Linked DNA regions of Sus scrofa: region 1 is linked to region 2. Evidence: chromatin contacts called from public HiChIP or PLAC-seq data. All regions are on one chromosome and are shown on one strand. Each heading gives the region's core, a stretch centred on a gene start, on an enhancer-like site or on the middle of the called end of the contact. The rest is flanking DNA. Distances are from core to core; before and after follow the strand shown. Region 1 has its middle 40 kb from the start of TRNAE-UUC. Region 2 has its middle 290 kb from the start of KLF4.

Region 1 (4,649 bases), core at 152-2,651, 680 kb after region 2:
CCATTTATCTGTCAATGGACACTAGATTGTTCCCATGTCTTGCCTATTGTAAATAGTGCTGCTATCTATGAACATAAGGGTACATGTGTCTTTTTGAATTACAGGTTTGTCTGGGTTTATGTCCAGGAGTGGGATCGCTAGATCATCTGTCAACTCTATTTTTAGTTTTTAAAGGAATCTCAGTACTGTTCTCCAAAGGGCTTCACTAGTTTACATTCTTATCAACATTGTGAAAGGGTTCCCTTTTCTCCATATCCTCTACAGCATCTATTATTTGCAGACTTTTTTTTGGGGGGGGGGGGCTGCACCTGTGGCATATGGCAGTTCCCAGGCTAGGGGTCAAATCGGAGCTGCAGCTGCCGGCCTGTGCCACAGCCACCACAACAACACCAGATCCGAGCCGTATATGCAACCTACACAGCAGCTTGCAGCAATGCCAGATCCTTAACCCACTGAGCGAGGCCAGGGATTGAACCTGCAACCTCATGAATACCAGTAAAGTTCTTAACCTGCTGATCCACAATGGGAACTCCTGAAGACTTTTCAGTGAGGGCCATTCTGAATGATGTGAGGTGGTACCTCATTGTAGTCTTGATTTTCATTTCTCTACTAATTAGAGGTGATGAGCATCTTTTCAGGTGTCTATTGGCCATTTGTATGTCTTCTTTGGAGAAACATCTACTTCAGCTCTTTCTATTGGTAAAAGAAGGCATCTTGATGTAGGCAAAGACATTGAACTTGGATACAACAGTATATAAGCAGTGGCATAGCAAGTTGCTTGTCGATTTAGATACTCTATTAAACTAGCAAATAGCAATAATACTGTTTATTACATAAGCTACCATATATATAGTATCTAGTATAAGCCTACTTGATAGATAAAAGATCTTTAGTGCCTACTTTAAGTTGATTAACGACTGCTGTATCAGGCAGGAAGTTTGAACTTGAGCCAAGCCAATATCAACATGAAGTGGGTCAATTCAATAAAATGTGCCTCAGTTTTCCTTTCTCCAAAATACCTGCTTCTGCCTTCAAAACAGAACTACAGAGGTAACTAAAATAAAAGGAAGGCCTTTGAACCCTTGGAGAAGAGATACCAGAGAAATCTAAACTCTTATTACTTGTCTTTGCTAAGTAATACTAGGGATTTTCCCCACCAGGAAATAGTTCTCCACTCCTAAGAAAGCATATTGTCCATATCAGGCAAATGCTACAGTGCTGACCTATTTACCAGTGTCAAATATAATCTTGGCAATGCTTTTAGTTAACTGAGTTCATTATGCTTAAGGACACAGAGTCAGGTGAACAGGGAAATACCAAGAGGGCCTCCTCCTGCATGCTACATATGGGAGTGACTGGACAGGTTTGGGGCGCTGACTCGTCAGCAACAAAAGAGAATTAAACCAAACCTTCCTGTTTAGTTGTCATGCTATTCTGACACTCCTGGGATTTCCCATTTTCTATTCTACCACCCAATGGCAGAGTCCTTCTTTCCTAGAGAACACGGATCCAAGCCCTCCTTTCTTGGTTACTTATACTTGGCACTTGACTGACAGGCATTCCAACTGCTGCCATTTTAGAGCCAACAATTGGAATTTCACTCAGATTAAAAAAAAAAAAAATTACTTCTACAATAGGAGTGAAACACTCATGGAAATTTGGCTTTGAACTGATTTAGAGCCTACTTTGGCAAAGGAGGAAAAATACATTTTCACAGTTGCTTCAAATGGTAGCAAACCTCCACATAGGTCCACAGCCTGAAAGAGGCAGCTCGTAAAACCTTAGAAAACTTGTCAGTAAAACAAATTTTATTTCTCTGGGACCAATCCCTCCTGAAAATACCATGCCAGGTCCTTGATGGAATTCTAAACAATGAGCACACCACCAAAAAAACACAAATCCTTGTCTTCAAAGAAAATGAAGTCTTTGAGCAGCACTGTCTCATTAATCCTCATGATAAATATATAAGGAAGTCAAGAACAGTCATTACGTTTTTCCCATTCTGCAGATTTTGTGGGCTCCAACACTTGCCTAGGGTAACAGGAAATATTTGTGGCACAGCCCAGCCTTCAGGTCTGGCCAGACTCCTGGGAAATTACTGCTTTCTCATAGGTTCTTGTATCATCATATGGTCACTCTCTTATTCACACACTGGGCAAACATTCACTGAATGCTGACTCCACGCCAGGCATTGAGCTATGTGCCAGTATAGGAAACTGATTAAGGAAAGGTCCTGCCCCAGAAAAATGTACAGTCTAAGAGAAGGCCGGACGTAAGTAGAAAATTACAAGATCCAAGAATTATAAGCAATATAGCTGAGTGCTTAAGAGCATGGCTGGTGCAAAGGAGATCTAGGAGACCTGGGTTCAAATTCCTGCTCAGTCTCACATTTGCATTTTCCTATGGCACTTATCTCCTTCTAAGGTACTATATAATTTACCTCTATAAGGACAAGTATCTTTTGGCTGTTTGTTCAGGGATGTGTCTTCAGGGGCCTGGCACATAATTGGTGTTGAATAAACATCTGTTGAATGAATAAATTCACTATATGACCCTGGGAAATTTATCTTCTTTGAGCCTCAGGTTCCTCATCTGTAATACAGGGGTTGTCAGGGGGACTGTGCTAAATAACATACACCAGTGCTCAGCACAGAGACTAAGCCTTAAGAAACAAAGTGGCCACAATGGTTAAATATTTATGATACAGTAGTCTCCAGTGCTGTGAGAGCACTAAAAACCATTAACAATCTCTACTTAGAGATATCAGATAAGCCTGAAAAATGAGTAGTGGAAGAAAAAGTGAAAGGAAAGGACTCAAATCACAAGAAAGCCATGATGGGGACTAAGAAGATTTCACTGGAAGCTACATTTTGTTCACAGTTTTCCATCCCTGCGCTCCCATGGACTTCTGTACTGTAGAGGTCCCTCCTCCTGGATGGTTTTCAGAGCCCAGCAGAGAGCAAAAGTTCCTAATTCCTCCTACACAAAGGCCTCTCCTTCAGCATCAGCCACAGGTTGGATTCTTTGTGCTCAGTACAAACCCAATGAAATGAGGCTGACCATGTAGTGACTGCAACAAGTAAAACAAGAGGCTTTCCGCTGGATGACACACCTCTGATTCAGTCTGCCCTGACAAAGCTGGAGATTAAGTTTCCTTGCCTAAAGCGGCAAGGAGAAACATGACACCCTTTACTGGCTATGAGTGGAACACACTTTATTAACCCAGCCTTAATTATATTCCATTTTGAGATTCAATAGTTTCGATTGCAACACTACATGAAACCAGGGGGAATTGCACCCCATGGGACTCGCCACTAACAAGATCAGAAAAGTGCCTCTAAAACAGTGACCAGCTTCTGCCAACCAGTCAGTAGTGAGCAGCCTGGAGCCCTTGCCTAGCTCTGGGGGAGCCCCAGAGGTGGCCAAATCAGGACACGGCTGGGACGGCAGTAAGCTCTGTAACATGAATCTGGTCTCTATTTGTAAAGAAATAATGTCTCACTGCGAAAAGCAAGAAGCAAATGTGGCAGGATTTACATGAAGCCTTAACTTGATACAGTGAACAGCACTATGTCCACACAGACACTCATTCTCATCTGATCATCGTAATCCCTCTCTTCTCACCCTCAGTTCTTGCAAGAGACAGAAAATGACCTTTTACTTTTCAGTAACAGATTAGAGTCAATCTTAATCAGAGGCAAGTGAACTAATCTTGCACTATTTTTTAGGTCAAGTTTTCTCCAAATATTTTGCCTACCATCCTTCACTTTTCAAATAAGGCTACTGAGACAGCTGATTGATCCAAGAGTTGAGTGTCTTTGTTATAATTATCAATAAATACAAGTTGTTGGGCATTTGCTAATAATTATGTTAGGAGTTTTGCATGTATTATCTCATTAAATCTTCACAATAGCTTACAAGGTGGACATCTGCCTTCCATTTTTTCAGTTTCCACAATCAGAAAAAAGAAGTGCAGTTCATATCTAAATCTATGTGAGGCCTAAGCTAGCACCATTTTCGCTACACTCTGCCTCCACTGGATTGCAGGATCTGAGAAGACATGGGGCACTGCCTGAATTATCTGGGTCCCCCAGTGCCCAGCAAAAGCCCTGAAGTATGGTAGGCCTCAGTGATATTCGGTTAATTAACTAACTAACTGGGTAATTTTAAAGAATCTTAGGCTTGGAGTAAGGGGGCTAATTGGAAGCCAGCTCTTACAGTAATAAGCCATGTGATTTGGGGCCAGGCGATTCCCCTTGGTTCTTGGCCTTCCCACTTGAACACTGAAGCCGTTGGACTAGATAATTTCTGATGGTATCTGATTCAGGGTCTTGACCCAAGTTCACATAGCCAGCTAGCATCCAAAGCCCGCATTGGAAACCTGGCTACCTTCCCATCACCCACTCCAAACTTGAATCCGCATTCACAGAAATGGGCCCTTAGCTTGAAAACACCTTGGCTAGAACCCCAATGAGTCATATTTCAGGCTAAGCAGGAACGCAGGTGTGCACTGAGTTACTGCTAAAATCACAAGGCTGGTGACTACTTACTAAAGAACAGTTAGCACAACCAAGAACCAGGATTCTCTTTAATCTTTCACATGGGGAGAATGAGTCTTTGTGGGAACCTTCCCCTCAAATGTCAAAAGA
Region 2 (4,440 bases), core at 231-2,730:
TGAGGCTAACAGGGGTTAAGTGGCTTGAACTGTCAGATGACAACTCTGTGTAAGTGCCCTGCTGTATGATCCCAAAGAACAAGCGCTTTCTTTCTTCTGTGTCCATTGTCTCCTGCTCAGACTTAGAAAGTTGTGTGCCCCCTTTATGCTCTCCGTTTCTTTTCAGGGAAGAGCATTTTCCCAAGCTCTGGAGTACCCATCTGAAGAGCAGGACTCCCAGCATCTGGAAGCTTCTCCCAGTGCATCCCTGCCCTCACTCAGGAAGCAGACAGGATGGGGAGAAGCCCAGGCAGCCGAGAGGAAGCCTCATGGGGCGCCAGAGACCTACCTAAAAAGGTCCGTGCAGGCTGAGGTGGAAAAAGTCAGGGTAGAACGGAATCTTCTAAGAAGAGTCAACCCCCAGAAGGACCAACTGAGACCCCTCCAGGAACCTCAGGCCATTGCAAAAGAGGTCAATCATTAGTCTCCAGGTATCCTCCCTGGAAACGGTCTTTGGGCATCTTTGAGGTCCCATCTTCCACTCCATCTACAACTGATGTAAAATCTAACTGCTTCCAAAGAATTGGAGAAAGTCGACACAGAAATAGATACGTTACAGTGAATGTGGCACACAGGCTTTAAAACATGCTTGACAGCTTTAAACTCTTCGTGCAGACCTAAATTAGGTGATCAAAAGCTGAGGGAGAGGCATCTCTAGGACCTGCTTTAAGGAAGAGGTCAAAATAATTTATAAAGTGAGTACCTCACCTTTCTACGACCATCAGAGTTTGCAGAGCGACTTCCCACCCAGTTTGGGTACATGGATATTTAACACGCGTAAAGCCTGTGTAAATGGTGCCTCTAAAATGCTTAAGTTCTTCCTTATCCTGAGGTTTCTGTTTGAGCTTCTTTGCAGAAAGCACTCAGGGTTTGTTGAACGAATAAATGAATGACAAAGTGAGTCTTTTTTCCCCCCTTAAGTTCCAAAGGTCAGCTTAAGCCAAGCCCTTGACTGAGTCATCACAAACTGCTGGAGTCACTCATAAAAATGAACATAGATGATATATTTGCCAGGACTAGATTAAAATTAGTTCCGCTGAAATGATTTCATGTAAACATAGGAGGTGCCGTCAGGGTTGTGCCCACACATCAAATTATATTCTGGATCATGACCGTGACGCTGGTTCTAATGACCAGGGCCCTTCATGAGGTTGCCCAGAATTTCAAGCACTTTCCCGTACTTGCCTTACATGGGATAGATCCGTCTCTCAGCAGCCTTTTTGGTAGATATGGCCTGGGCTCAGAGAGAATGATGCTGAGTTTCAGAGATGTTTCAAAGGCTGGTCCCCAGAATAAAAAGCAGAGGCCCAGCCCCTACACCTTAGCTGGAGTAACTTCTCCTTAAAAGGGGTTATTGTTCTTTCTGTTCTCTAAAGAGGCAGCTTGAGCTCCTTGAGGTTACAGAGAAATTAGCTTCCCTGTAACTAAGGGAAGAACCGGAGCAGAACAGACCTCGTGCAAGTTGCCAATCCTTGGATTTTTCACAGAGTTCTCCTTCCCTCCTCCTCTGGGCACGTGGCATTCGAGCAAGTTCAAAATGTCTTAAATTCAGACTAATCATTCATTTGAAACAGAACAAGAAAAAAAAAAAAAAAAGCGATAAAGCAACTAAATCCAAGTGTTGCAAACTCCTTTAGCAAATAATTGTGAAATAGCGTTGACTTGGCCAGTTCCTGTTTTCATTTTCCATAAATCTATTCTGGTATCATTTTATTCCCTTGAAGTAGATGCAGCAAGTTCTCAGTGATACCGAGTGAAAGAACAAGAGGATAATCAAATCCCCACCATCTACCAAATAACAGTGACGGCCCCAAACTCTGACTCCGTGCTCAATTTAGAAACACTCCCTTTTCAGGGAAGGTTAGATATGTTTTAGAGGAGCTTCCAAAACTACTTAAAAATGTCCCCAAACCGGTATAAACACATCTGTAGTGAGAGATTATACGCTGGAGCAGCTCAGGTGCAACACCATGATTCTGGGGAGGTCCTGAAGCCCGTGGTGGGGTGGGACCTTGTGGCTTCAAGCAAGACCCTCCCTCCAGCTGCCACCAACCAGCTGTGTGAATCTGGGTCAGTGACTTTGCTTCTCTGAACCTGCAGAGCCTCATCTCTGGGGGGCATGATGATGGTGATTTCGGGAGTCCTTAAGAAGTGCCAAGGGTCGGGGCGGGGCTGGGGGCTTGGGAAACTGCAGCTGCCCTGGTTGTCAAGGTAGGAGAGAGAAGGGATGAAGGAGAATGGGAGGAAGGAAATGGAAGCTGTGCTTAGGTGAGGCTTGATGCAGGAGAGCTTTCTAAACACAAGGGAAATCCTATCAGAAGCAGATTGCTATGGAAGCAAAATGCCCCGTTATCTGAGTGAGGTTTTCGGGATAAAAATCTGACACCCAAATTCTTTCCGTGTGCTACTAATAGCACCACAGAGCAGAACAAATGGAAGGCATTTACCTTTCACTGACTCTCCCCTGTGCTGGCTTTTGATGGGGCAGTCAGTTCAGGCACCAGAGCCAGCTGCTGGCAGCTCCGGCTGGAGGGATCCAATTTGTAGCCTCTTCCTGGCCTGTTGCTTCTCTACGCGCCAGGCCCCTCGCACCCCTCCTTGGGTCCCTTTTTTAAGTGGAAAAGCTCCTGCCCGTGGCCCTCTGGAGGGGAGAAACGTGTCTATCCATCCTGCCAGGGTCCTCGCTGATGCCTGGCTTTGCATTATGGAAATGAAAAGGGGTTCAAGAGATCACTCTGGGGTTATCGGCCCTCCTGCTCTCTTCTGGCTGGACAAGGAGTGCAGGCAGGGCAAGCACTTGGTGTCAAGAAGCAGCAGCGTGGACTGGAACACTGGGTCCCCAGGGAATCCCTTGCAGAGATCTGAGCGGTCCCAGAAAATGGTCTCTAGCTGGCCAGGACCACAGGATGAGGATCCTTCCTCAAAGCCAGATCCCGGGGCGATGCTGGCTCACAGCGCTCTCGCATCACCCTCGCCTCCCCGTTCCCTAGCAATTCCTGGTTCTGGGCTGTGCTGGGCAGGCCCTCTGGTATCTCCTGCTCACTGTCACAGCTCAGGCTGCCACCACCTCTGGCAGCAGACACCACTCCGCCTGTGTTTCTGGGGCAAATGACTTGAGATGAATGCTGCAGTCTGGTGTACAGATTTTAGTTAGGCCCAGGACATTGGGTCCTCAATAACCTTTGAAAGTCCTCATTAAGCTCTTTGCAGAGGGCCATAAAAGCTTGTGTCATAAAAGGGTCAACGTTTGGCTTAGCCCAGCTATAAAGACAGAGCCTACACAGAAGGCCTGGGAGGCCCCCAAAAATCTAGCCCAGTGCCCCTGTGTTACTGGTGAAGGCTTGGATGCTGGGAAAGGGGCAGGAAGCTGCGTGCACTCAAGGACGTGGCAGAATCGCCGCTGGACCCCCGACAGCCCATTTACTTGACAGAGCACCACACCCCAGGAGGCAGTGTAGCATAGTGGCTGGGAATATAGGCTCTAGGAGCCAGGCTCCTGGGCTCAGACCTTGGCCTGGCCTCTTGGGAGCTGAGTGATCTTGGGCAAGTCATTAAACCTGCCTGTACATCGTTTTCCTTCTCTGTAAAACTGGGATAATACCGGTCCCTCCCCCGAAAGCTCCTCAGAGGGTTAAATGAGTCACCGTCTCTAAAACACTTAGAGCAGTACCTGGCACCTAAGAAGCCCTATATGAACATTCATTAAAATTATTATATTCTATAAGATTTGAATAACCTAATAACCGCACTTCAATAAACATTTTCAGGCTTTGTTCTGTGCCAGAAGCAGCATGTGGATGGGAGATTCCAGATGAACAAGTCATGGATTTGGCCCTCAAGCTGCTTGCAAAATCCTTTTAATGGGAACATCATGAAGAAATGATGAACCTGACCCAGCCTTGGGCTTGGAGAGGAGCAGACCCTTGGAAAGGCCAAGGGCAGGCATCCAAGCTGTAGCTACCACATTCTACAGACGGGCAGGCGAAGGCCTTGCGGGAGAAACAGCCATTGCTACCTGGGACTGATCATATTTTCCAACAGTGGTGGCAACTCCCATTCCACACTCTTTTCTAGAACCTTGTCACTTTCGGATCCAAAGGTGGAGTCTCATTCTCCTCCCCTTGAATGTGGGCAGGGCTCCTTCCTTGCTCGGAAAGAGCAGAAATCTGCAGAAGTGATGCTGCATGACTTCTGAGGCCAGATCATAAAAGATCAGGGCTGAGAAGTGAGCTGGGACCTTTGAGCGTTTGAAGCTGGGACATCTGCCTCTGGAGTCCTGAGCTGATATTTAGAAACCCGAGGCTGCCATGCTGTGGGGAAGCCCAGGTCACAAGGAGAGGACACGTGCAGAGTCTCGGGCCCACAGCACCACCCCGGGTCCTTACCGACAGCCAGATGTGT

What was found. HiChIP or PLAC-seq counts read pairs in DNA pulled down with a chosen protein or histone mark.
Region 1: an H3K27ac HiChIP or PLAC-seq map of alveolar macrophages shows a contact between it and region 2. The contact joins two enhancer-like sites. A contact is called at or near these places in 1 of 47 Hi-C or Micro-C datasets (embryonic fibroblasts) and 1 of 2 datasets of contacts at active chromatin or transcription factors (alveolar macrophages).

The regions. Positions count from the first base shown.
Region 1 is chr1:249,574,215-249,578,863 of Sscrofa11.1, forward strand. No RefSeq gene overlaps it. Among named protein-coding and RNA genes, the nearest start is that of TRNAE-UUC, 40 kb to the left of the region's middle. Within about 2 kb of position 1,402, at least 5 of the 83 cell types and tissues checked have an H3K27ac peak or open chromatin away from gene starts, as enhancers often do. A contact at or near this core is called in alveolar macrophages, where this site is marked.
Region 2 is chr1:248,894,676-248,899,115 of Sscrofa11.1, forward strand. No RefSeq gene overlaps it. Among named protein-coding and RNA genes, the nearest start is that of KLF4, 290 kb to the left of the region's middle. Within about 2 kb of position 1,481, at least 9 of the 83 cell types and tissues checked have an H3K27ac peak or open chromatin away from gene starts, as enhancers often do. A contact at or near this core is called in alveolar macrophages, where this site is marked.